2 separate regions of the Mus musculus genome follow, and region 1 is linked to region 2. A link is a contact called in public HiChIP or PLAC-seq data. All regions are on one chromosome and are shown on one strand. Each heading gives the region's core, a stretch centred on a gene start, on an enhancer-like site or on the middle of the called end of the contact. The rest is flanking DNA. Distances are from core to core; before and after follow the strand shown.

Region 1 (5,903 bases), core at 3,362-5,861, 840 kb before region 2:
TGAGGAAATGTCATTATAGCAGGGGAAAAGGACAGGATATGATTCGTGGCTAAAGTAAAATGAACAATAATTAAGGCCAGTGTCTAGAAACTCATAGTAACAAAGACACCTAGTTAAGAAGGACCTTGGAGACTACTTGATTTGTGCTCCAAGTTTTACAGCTGGAGAAAATTGAGGCTTAGCCAAATTAAGTCAACTATGATAGGTCCCCCAGCTCTGAAGCTGCATGCCTAGTTCCTAACATGGTGTTTGACCTATTTTCTACACAGCTATACACAAGAGCTGGGAGAGAAGACAGGTGCTAGAGTTGCTGACCTGTAGAGTAGAAGCATCCTTTTCAAGAATAAGATGGGATGACTGCTGATACCTTCGTTCTTCTCAAGCTCCCATGAAGCCCAGGGTAGCCTCTACTTGCTACCCTCAGTTTCCTCATTGTGCTTTGAATGTGAAAATTGTCCCTTAATGGTTTATGTGTTTGAACACGTGCTCCCTACCTTATAGCACACATATGCACACAAACACACAGCTGAATGACTAAATGCAATATAAATATAAAACAGGAGCTGGAGAGGTGGCTCCATTTGTTGTGCAAACATGAAGATCTGAGTTCTAACGCTCAGCACCTATGTAGAAAGGTAGGTATAGCCACATATGTGCTTGCAATACCAGCATAATGGGGTTAGGTTCAGTTGTGGAGACAGAAAAATCATTGGGACTTGTTGGCTGCCAGCCTAGCTTCAGGTTCAACAAGAGGCTCTGTCTCAAGGGAATAACTTGGAGAGTGATGGAGTAGAAACCTAGTGTCCCACCTCTGTCTCCAACACACACACACACACACACACACACACACACACACACACATACACACACCACACAAAGTGTGTAAGGTCATTTCGTCTGTATGTAGGTCTGTGCACCACTTGTGTACCTGGTATCTGAAGGAGCCAGAAGAGGGCATTGGAGTCTCTCAAAGTGGAGTAACAGGCAGTTGTGAGCAACCCTGTGGGTCCTGGGAATTGAACCTGAGTCCTCTGGAAGAGCAACAAGTGATCTTAACCAGAGACCTTTCCAGTCCCCTCATATTTGTGTGTGCATGTGCGTGTACGTATGTGTGTGGTGCATATACACATTACTGTGTGGTGTTCACGTTGAGACCAGAGCAAGACTTTGTGTGTCTTCCTCTATTGCTCACTACCTTGAGGCAGGATTTGCCACTGAAACAGAAGTACATCATTTTAGGTAGGTGGGGTGGCCAGTGAACCTGTCTTCACCTCACTGTTGGGTTACAAGCATTTGCAGCCATTATCTTGATTTTGATGTAGGTATTGGGGATTTGAACTCAGCTCTCCAGGTTCTCATAGTCCTCTACTCCTGTTTCCAGTTAACTACGATTAGTTAGCATTAGTTTCATGATGACTTGTCCTGGTTAGACTTTTGTCATATTGACACAAACAACAGTCATCTAGGAAGAGGGACTTCCATTGACAAAATGCATCCATCAGATTGCTTGTAGGAAAGTCTATGGGGGCATCTCCTTAATTAATAATCGATGTGGGATAGCTCATCCTACCATGAGTGGTGCCCCCTCTGTGCAAGAGGTCCTGGGTGGTACAAAGTAGGCTGAGCAATCCATGGGGAGCAAGCCAGTAAGCAGCACTCGTCCATGGCTTCTGCTTCAGTTCCTGCCTCCAGTTCCTTCAGTGATGGAGTGTGATCCGAGAGTCTTATGATGAAAGAAACCTCCCCCCACCCCCCACCCCCACCCCAGGTTGCCTTTGGTCATGGTGTTTCATCACAGCAGTAGAAAGCAGACTAGGACAGTGATATTTCTATTCACAAGTGTCATTGTGTTCCCCCATGTGGTCCCTGGGCTTTACCAGCCTGAGGCTGGATGCCAGCCTTCATGATGACCTTCGACTCTGGGCTCTTGAGCTCCCTGTGACATTGGGTTCCCTGCTCTGGAGCTGGAGGTAGAGGTGGTTGTAAGCTGCCCCACAGGGGTTCTGGGAACTAAATTCAGGTCCTCTGCCAAACGCCAACTTCTCTTATTTAACTTCTGAGCCTTCTCCTTACTTTCTTCTGTCTCACCATTAGGAGAGTGATGCTTGCCTCTCTGTGGGAAGAGGTAAAGGGTGAAGACTTAGAAAGAAAGCTCAGGATGTCCTCTACATGTCACAAAGTAAGGGGAAGCTTGTTCTGATGGCACAGGGCCCCATCATCCCATTATAGAGTCAGGAGGAACAAAGACTCAGTATGTGCCTGGGTTATAGAGCACATTTTTGGCCAACCTATGTTGGGAATTGGTTCTAATGCTTTGTCTTATTTTGCTCCCCAAAAGCCACTCTTCCAGACCTGAGGGTCCCTTCCCCTAGCTGGTGTCCACTGATAAGAAAAAATTGCCATAAAGCCAATGGCTGGGCAGAAAGACAGAGGCTGGACTTTTAGATTGTTTGGGCAAGGAACTGAGAGAGGAAGAGGAGGGGAATCATCATGGCGGGGAAGCAGAGGGATTAGACAGACATAAGAGCTGCAGGAAAGAAAGCAGCCAGCCATGTAAGAATTCAGGAAAGTGGCCGTAGGGGCCACTCCCCCAATTGGGTCTGGGGTAGCAAAGATAAAATATTGATTTAGCAAATTGACTCAGGAAGGTTGGAGGGAAGAATGTGCTAGCAGTGGGGAGGTTTGGAAGTACTCAGCCATTGAGCTAGTCAGGACATATCCAAATTAGTGTGTGTGTCCCATTTGTGAATCCAGATAGCTCTTGGGCAGATGCAGTGTGTGTGGGACCCACTGGGAGCCAAAGTGCTTTAACTAATTCCCTGCTACAATCCTGGGCAACTTTGTGAGACTTTTTCTCAAAATTAAAAATAAATACTTGCCAAGAATCCCCCAGTGAGGGGCTGGGGGCGTGGCTCAGTGGTAGAGCCCCTGCCTAGAATCCTCCAGTGAGGGGCTGGGGGCGTGGCTCAGTGGTAGAGCACCTGCCTAGAATCCCCCAGTGAGGGGCTGGGGGCGTGGCTCAGTGGTAGAGCCCCAGCCTAGAATCCTCCAGCGAGGGGCTGGGGGTGTGGCTCAGTGGTAGAGCTCCTGCCTAGAATCCCCCGGGGAGGGGCTGGGGGTAACAGGAGCAACAGAGTACATGTTAATGCATAATAACTAAGGCACCTTTCTCCAAATGTGTATTTTTGCGCACGCGCGTGGGCACACACACACAAACAGGTCAGGGTGACATTTAAGCACAGAGGGAGCATCCTTCAGGAAATGCAGTTGAGCCCCAGCTCTCTCCAGGTGTGTGAGTGGAAGCACTTGCAGGTGTGTCCAGCCTTTAGCCTCCCAGCCGCATTGCCATCTATAAAGTTCACCCTTGACAACTGTGCAGTAGAGTTACAAAAATATGATGGTGATGTTCATCATAATAATAATTCACACACATACATAAAATCTAGTTTTAAGTAAGCATATGATTTTAGGTAGGAGCACATTCATATCTGCTCTGGGCCACACGTGGCCAACGGGCTGTGGGTTGAACACGACTTCAGGTGATGATGAAATGTCACTTATGTGCCCTGCGTGGAACTTCATATGTTTCCTCTTTTTATTTTAATTTTCATTATTGCCTCCTCCAAAAGGCATCAGCCATCATTCAACAAAAGAGGTGGGATTTGAACTCAGTTCTCTCTGACTCTCACATCGAATTCAGTGGCAGAGGAAGCCCTTGAAAGATTGACTCTAGATGCTGTTCATGCCCGAGGGCCTGAGTTCAGGTTCCTAGCACCTGGGTAAAAGCCAGGCATGGCTGAGCAGTTTATGGGGCGGAGGGAAGGGAGGGGAACAGAGATAGGACAATCCTCTGCAGGGCTTGTGATCCAGCCAGTCTGGGTGAAGAGATGAGTTTCAGATTCAGTGAGACATCTGGCTCAAAACATAAGGTGGAGATTGATTAAGACAGAAGGATGTCAACCTTTGGTCTCCACATACACGCATACATGTTTTTGTGCTTTGACATTCACATGTGGGCACTCACACCTACCCACACGCCCCACACCTGTCCTCCCTCCTCCCCTACTGGGCTGTAGGTCAGATAAAGCTTGTGAGAAAGATTACCAGTACCTCTGAATGTGGGACAGTGTTTTTGTGCATAGGAGGAGTGTAGGAGATCTGCTAAGAAGTTTTCCATGCCCTCCTGGTTCTCTGATGAATCAGGCCTTCCTGTCACTGGAAGAGTGGCTTTGTCCTCAGTTTGACAAAAGGGTCTCCGAGGCTGCAACGCCCACCTGGCTCTCTGCTTTGATTTTTTTTTTCCCTCTTCCAAACAGGGCAAAGCCCTGAAGGGGTCTGGCTACTGCCTCTGCACAAATATTTATGAGCTGTGAAACTGAAGATCATAAGGCTCTTATAGTTTGCTTAAAAAAAAAATAGAACAGGCCAATAACTTAAGAAAACGTTTTTACCATCAGAGAAACTTCAAAGATTTTGGAGCATAACCCACTGAACATTATTGAAAGGCAGCATCGTGCACATCTTGAATTTTGGCACAAGGAATGCGTGGAAGGCAGGCGGGCCCCTTCAGAGAGCTTTGTTTTTCTTCCTTGCTGGCCATCAAATGCAGAACTCAAGCTGTTTTGCATCTGACCCTGGCCATCTGCAGGGCAGACTCTCCAACCAGATTCCTTTTCATGGAGAGGAGGGGGCTATTGAAAACATATCTTTATTAAAAAAAAAAAAAGTCAAAACTAGCAATCTCTCTGCTGCTACGGGTGTGTGTGTGTGTGTGTGTGTGTGTGTCTGTGTGTGTGTGCTCTTGACAGATGTGTGGAAGCGACAGAAGGTAATTATGCTGTAAGCAGGGAGTGAGCTGGGGCCTGTGGTCCATAGCTGGGTTGACTTTGGGTTTGAGTGATTTGAAGATACTCAGCCTCAAGGAAGAATTGAGAAGATGGCTCAGTGAATAAAGCATCTACCATTCAAGAGGGAGGACTTCAGTTCAGACACAGAGAACACACTTAGAGCCAGAAGCAACAGAGTATACCTTTTATTCCAGTGCTTCTAGGGGGAAATGGGAGCTAGAGGCAGGAGAGTGCCTGTATGCTTGTGGGGCAGCTAGCTTGGTATATGCAGTAGTGGACAAGAGACCCTGCCTCAAACAAGGAGGCAGGTGAAGACCAAGACCCAAGGTTGCCCTCTGACCTCCACGTGTGTGCCATGGCAAATGCACATATCTATACCTTCACTCATACACAAGAAGTTATGCACACCCTGACCCTCCACAGAGAAGAGAGAAGAGAGAGAGAGAGACAGACACAGACAGAGACAGAGACACAGACACAGACACAGACAGAGACAGAGACAGAGACACAGACAGAGACACAGACACAGACAGAGACAGAGACAGAGACAGAGACACAGACACAGACACAGACAGAGACAGAGACACAGACACAGACACAGACACAGACACAGACACAGACAGAGACACAGACACAGACAGAGACACAGACACAGACACAGACAGAGACAGAGACAGAGACACAGACACAGACAGAGACACAGACACAGACAGAGACAGAGACACAGACAGAGACAGAGACACAGACAGAGACACAGACACAAACACAGATATTTTGGAAAGATGCCTCAGGCTCGTCATACCCATTGTATTAGTTGTTGTTTTTTAAAATTGTTATGACAAAATACTTGGCAAAAGCAATTCAAGAAATGAAAGTTTGGGACTGGAGAGACGACTCAGTGGTTAACAGCACTCTCTGTTCTCCCAGAAGACCTGGGTTTGATTCCTACCACCTCTATAGTTGCTTACAACCATCTGTAAACCTAATTTTAGGGGATCTGAAACCTTCTTCTGACCTCTGTAGGTACCAGGTATGGAAGTGTGGGATAGACATTCA
Region 2 (5,441 bases), core at 1,778-4,277:
AAACATCCCTTCCTCCTTTCTTTATGATGAAAAATGTCTCCCATTTCTCTTCCCTGCCATCCTAAAATCAGAGACAACAACTATAAGCTGTACTATAGGCATAAACCAATGCCAGGAAACATTTTCCTTCCTCTGAGACCTACAAAACAAGGACCCCCACTTTACCTCATGGACTTGAACTCTCTTCAGAGCCTCCATCACGCTGTATACATGGCACTGGGGCTTGAACATTATTCTTAGACCCAGTCATGCTGTCTTCCCATGGCATTAATACCTCTCCTAATCATTTACCGAGAAGAGCAATTTGCCTCAGTATACCCCTTGAGCCTCAGATATGAGATCTTTCAGTTTTGTGAGAAATGCAAATATCAACAGAAAAAGAATAGGTAGAGGGCTCTTTACATCTATACAGAGATCAGGAAACTCCTCTCTCTGCAATCTCCATGGAATTGGGAATGAGGCAGTGACAGCCTGAGTTAATGTCTATCTTACCCCATTACCCACACCTGGTTCAATATCGCTAAGCTTCTAGATTAGCAATTCTCAATCTGTAGGTCACAACTTCTTTGAGGGTTGAATGATCCTTTTGTAAGCATCACATCAGAAAACACAGATATTTACATTATGATTCATAACAATAGCAAAATTACAATTACGATGTAGCAATGAAAATAATTTTGTGATTGGGGTAACCACAGCATGAGAAACTGCATTAAAGGGTCACATCAATTAGGAAGGTAGAGAACTATTGCTCAAAGAATATTGGTGTATTACTCAGCATTTCTGTAAACTCAGTACTTAGGAAACTGAATTCAAGACCAGCCTGGGAGATATAGACCCAGTGTAGAAAAAAAAAAAAAGTGCACATACAATGTGTGTGTGTGTGTGTGTGTGTGTGTGTGTGCACATGCATGTGCACATCCAGGTACATGTGCATGTGTGTGAACATCTGTGTGGCTGTCAGAAGTTAACCTTGGGTATCATTCCTTGGGCATCATCTTTCTTGTATCTCAAGACAGATTCTCCCTTTTTTAAAAAGCATACTTAAAATTGTTTTATTTCCATATGGTTTCACAATAAACAGGTACCATGGTTTATCTTTCTTTGACATCTAGTTTAGAATACATTTGTAAAGTATCGCACCTTAGACATTCTTTGAGAATCTCATACAATGTATTTTGATCTTCATTATCTCCTAGTCTCCCGACTAACTTTTCCTAGACCCACACCCATCTCCGTCTATCCCAACTTTTGTGTCCTCTTTCTATTTTCTGAAAATAACTCACCAGGTCCCATTTGTGCTAATCATATACCTCTGCATGTGTGGAAATCCCCAGGAGCAAAGCTTTAAAGAAAACTCTCTCTTCCCTCCCCTAGAACCCACCAAAGGTTACTATCGCCTCAGTTAGGTGTGGCTTGTAAGCCCTTAGTCATCCATGTTGGACTGTGACTGATTTGATCTTGTATAGGTCTTGTGCATACAACCACAACCACAGCTTCTGTGAGTTCATGAGTACCAGGGGTCTATCATGTCCAGAAAACTCTTTGACTCTTTGTCCTTCTCAGTCTCTGACTCTTACAATCTTTTTGCCTTTCTTCTTCAATGATACCTGAGTTTTGATGGGATATGATGTAGATTCATGACTGAGGACTCCAGTGAGTCTCTTAGTTTTATTATGAACTGGCAGATTCAGTTAGCCTTAAGTTTAAAAAAAAAGCAATGAAAAGAAAAAAGAAAGAAAGAAATGAGTGTTTCATAAGACTGAAGTCTCTTTCACTCTTCCAATGTGAGATATTGATGGTTGGGTGTAACTCAATTGTGTATTTCTTCTGTAATGAAGTTTATAGATGACCACATCATATAACAATATCAAAAGTTTGGGCAACCTGATTACAGAATCTAGTAATTCTTTTTAAAAAGATTTATTTATTTATTTATTTATTTATTTATTTAATATATGCACATGAATGCACTGTCATTCTCTTCAGATACACCTAAAGAGACATCTGATCCCATTACAGATGGTCATAAGCCACCATGTGGTTGCTGGGAATTGAACTCTGGACAAGCTCTTAACCACTGAACCATCTCTCCAGCCCTCTAACAAGTAATTCTATAGAGAATTTTCAGCTCCTTCCCTTTCCCTGCCATGTTCACTGGATGGCATGTCCCTCTACCTCATGTATGCTGATCTCTAAACTTAGATTCATAGGCATCAAATCTTCTTGTATCCTTCTAGGCAATGATCTTGTGTTCCTTGTCTCTACCCAGGACTCCTGATAACCCAAAGGACTTGACCAGCCCCTGTACAGCCGGTTCCTCACAAAGAGTAATGAGGAAGTCACAGCTATAGCTTGTAGCCCCAGGCCCTTAGCCAATGTCTTAAATCAACATTCACAATGTCCCTTGTCTATAAAAAGATCAGCATACATGAGGCTTCTAGCAAAAACCTTGTCAACCAGAGAGATTCAATTATATTCTCATGTGCACATACTATTCAAATACACTCCAACACTTACCTTTTTCGTAAATCTTTGTGTGTGTCATGTGTGTTCAAGTATGTGCATATAGGTGATACATGCTATGGTGTACATGAAAAGGACAGAGGACAACCTCAGATGTCAGCCCCAATCTTCCACCTTGTTTGAGGCAGAGTCTCCTGTTGCTTCCTACCCAGTATATCAGACTAGCTAGCCATGAGTTTCTGAAATTCTCTCACTTCCTCCTATCTCAGTGGAGAATTCCAGGATCACTTACATGCATTAGTGCATCTGGTTTTCATGTGCATTCTGGGATTTGAACTCAGATCTTCACACTCACATGGCAAGACAATCTACTCAACCTATCTTGTGTTTTCCTCCCTCAATAAAGGCCTGGGCTTCCCTGGCTTATAGCCTAATTTCTTTCCCTGCTTCAAAGAAGCCCTGAGACTGAAAGGAAATAGTTTGCCTTCTATTCAAAGGAGTACAGCCTCCCTTGCTTCCCACAAAAGACATTGATATTTGCATAAAACCTGAATTGAGATGCTTCAGAGTGGCTTGTGCATGCAGAAAGGCCCTTGCTCCCCTCCTGTCTGTCAGCCTCACCCGAGATCATATGCCCCATGTCTCTTCTTCCACACAGCCAATCTTGGAGCCAGCCAACACGCAGGAGGCAGGAATGGAGCCAGCTGCTTGACGACTTTAATGTTAAAATGTGTTGAACATTCACAGGCCACGGAACTCTACTAAGTGAACCAAATGGGCTTCCCTAAAGCCATATGCTCCCTCCATCACCTCCCAGCTGCAGCCCTCCTGTGCACCAGGAATAGGCTTGTTGGGGATGGCTCAGGAAGTGTAGAGGGATTTTTTTTCTTTCCTGCTGAGCTGCTAATACCAGATGCTGATGTCACAATCAGAACTGGCAGAGAAAAGTCAAGCAGCAAGCAGAGCATTCCCCCAGAGAACAAGAATGTACCCTTTCTCTAATGAGTGCTTCTGAGAGGCATCTTTACATGTTCACAGCCCCGCTGCATCCTTAGTTAATGAGATCATTACAGAACTACTGAAGAGATGTGGTGGGGACTGGCTAAGCTGTTCAACAGAGCACTCTTACTCTTGGATATACAACTGCTCCAATCTTCCTGTGGCTATTGGGATTTAAGGCATGATATCCATGGGGTTCAGTGACATAGGTATTTAATACTAGATACTCAGGCAGGTGAAGTAGGAGAAGTAGGATCAAGGTCAGTATGAGCAAATGATCGAGTCTCTATCTCAAAATAAAATGTAAAAGGCAGGGCTAGGGCTATAATTCAGTGGTAGAGCCTAGTCTCCCCCAGTGAGGGTCTGGGGTGTGGCTCAGTGGTAGAGCACCTGCCTAGAATCCCCCAGTGAGAGGCTGGGGGCGTGGCTCAGGGGTAGAGCACCTGCCTAGAATCCCCCAGTGAGGGGCTGGAGCTGTGGCTCAATGGTAGAGCCCCTGCCTAGAATACTCCAGTGAGGGTCTTGCAGTGTAGTTCAGTGGCAGAGCAGCTTCTTAGAATCCCCTAGTGAAGGGCTGGAGCTGTGGCTCAGTGGTAGATAGAGAACCTGTCTAGAACCCCACTGAGGAGGTGAGAGTAGGGCTGGCTCAGAGGATCTTGTTCCATTCTTAGTACTGGATTACCAAGTCCTATAGTTCTGGCTAACATGGTAGGCTTCTTTCTACATTCCTGGCTCTATCACAAGTCCTTGAATTTTTTTCCCCAATTCCACAAAAGAGAGAATGCCTATCTTTATGCTGCATATGGGGAAACTAAGGTGTGAGTAATGTAAATGTTAAGTCCAAGGTCACAAAACTGGAACTAGGGTTTGAAACCAGACAGTCAGACTCCAGATGCTATAGTGATAATTACTGTCCTGTACCATCTTCCTCAGGGACCAGAAAAAAAAATCTATGACCTGAAAAGAAAGATCCAAATATAATTATTTAAGACAACTACTACTGTCTAAATACTCTCATGCTACAAAGGAACATTTTCTATGTAGTTTTAGTTATAAAATCACAGGGAAAAAGAGGACTTAGTAAATGGTCAATTAAATGCTAAAAGATTCCCCTCCCATAATTCACACTAAATATCAGAAGCTCTGTTATTTTTCTAGCTCCCCTTAGAGATACATGATTCTGAGAATGAGTGGTAGTATCTTCCAAACCTCTTTGACTCTGAACAACAAAAGTTGGGAAAAGAACCTTACCTTCACTCACCTTCAATGTCCTTACCTGAACAAGCAGAGGTAAGAACAGAAACTTAAAGGTGCATAGTGCTCTTCACTATTGTGAAACTCAATGAAAGGTGGCGATAGAAGATGCAAGAATGGGAGCATAGATGAAGCCTAGATCATAGGCAGATCAAGTCAGATCAAGTGCAAGTTCAAGTTGGGGACATCTTCATCTAGAAGACAAAGGCAGCTGTTGGCAAGCATTGATGGAGAGAAAGATGCTCGGGAAAAGCACTGTTGTGGGATGACATGGATGGATGGCTGCTTGAGGATGAAGGAGGAAGGATTAGAAGTGTAAGACGGAGTACCACATTTCTGCTTGGCACACCACAGCAGAGCATAGAAGTTCCTAAGTTTTTAATTTCCATCTGAGATCCCACTGCTTCTCAAGTCCCCCAGAGTTCTTTGCAGGGGTTGGAGGGGTAACCATATGGCATGCTTCTTACCAATGAAATGTGCTGAGTAGCACTTTCTGGAAAGTTCTTGAAAGATGACTTATTCAGGTGGATCATATCTCATGTTACTCTATAAAAATTCTAAAAACGATGCTAAAGTTAGCTGAGTAGGAGCCCTGACTTCCTAATGATCTTTTTTTGTTGTTTTGTTTTGTTTTGTTTGTTTGTTTTTTGGTTTTGTTTTTTGGCTTTTCGAGACAGGGTTTCTCTGTGTAGCCCTGGCTGTCCTGGAACTCACTTTGTAGA

Evidence for each region. HiChIP or PLAC-seq counts read pairs in DNA pulled down with a chosen protein or histone mark.
Region 1: a contact with region 2 is called in an H3K4me3 HiChIP or PLAC-seq map of embryonic limb bud, with 7 times the contacts expected there. The contact joins two enhancer-like sites. A contact is called at or near these places in 1 of 484 Hi-C or Micro-C datasets (cerebral cortex), 3 of 115 datasets of contacts at active chromatin or transcription factors (embryonic basal ganglia, embryonic limb bud and embryonic stem cells) and 1 of 9 other capture datasets (embryonic stem cells).

The regions. Positions count from the first base shown.
Region 1 is chr5:133,998,674-134,004,576 of GRCm38.p6, reverse strand. No RefSeq gene overlaps it. Among named protein-coding and RNA genes, the nearest start is that of Gm40340, 49 kb to the left of the region's middle. Within about 2 kb of position 4,611, at least 14 of the 459 cell types and tissues checked have an H3K27ac peak or open chromatin away from gene starts, as enhancers often do. A contact at or near this core is called in embryonic limb bud, where this site is marked.
Region 2 is chr5:133,154,412-133,159,852 of GRCm38.p6, reverse strand. No RefSeq gene overlaps it. Among named protein-coding and RNA genes, the nearest start is that of Gm36528, 400 kb to the right of the region's middle. Within about 2 kb of position 3,027, at least 18 of the 459 cell types and tissues checked have an H3K27ac peak or open chromatin away from gene starts, as enhancers often do. A contact at or near this core is called in embryonic limb bud, where this site is marked.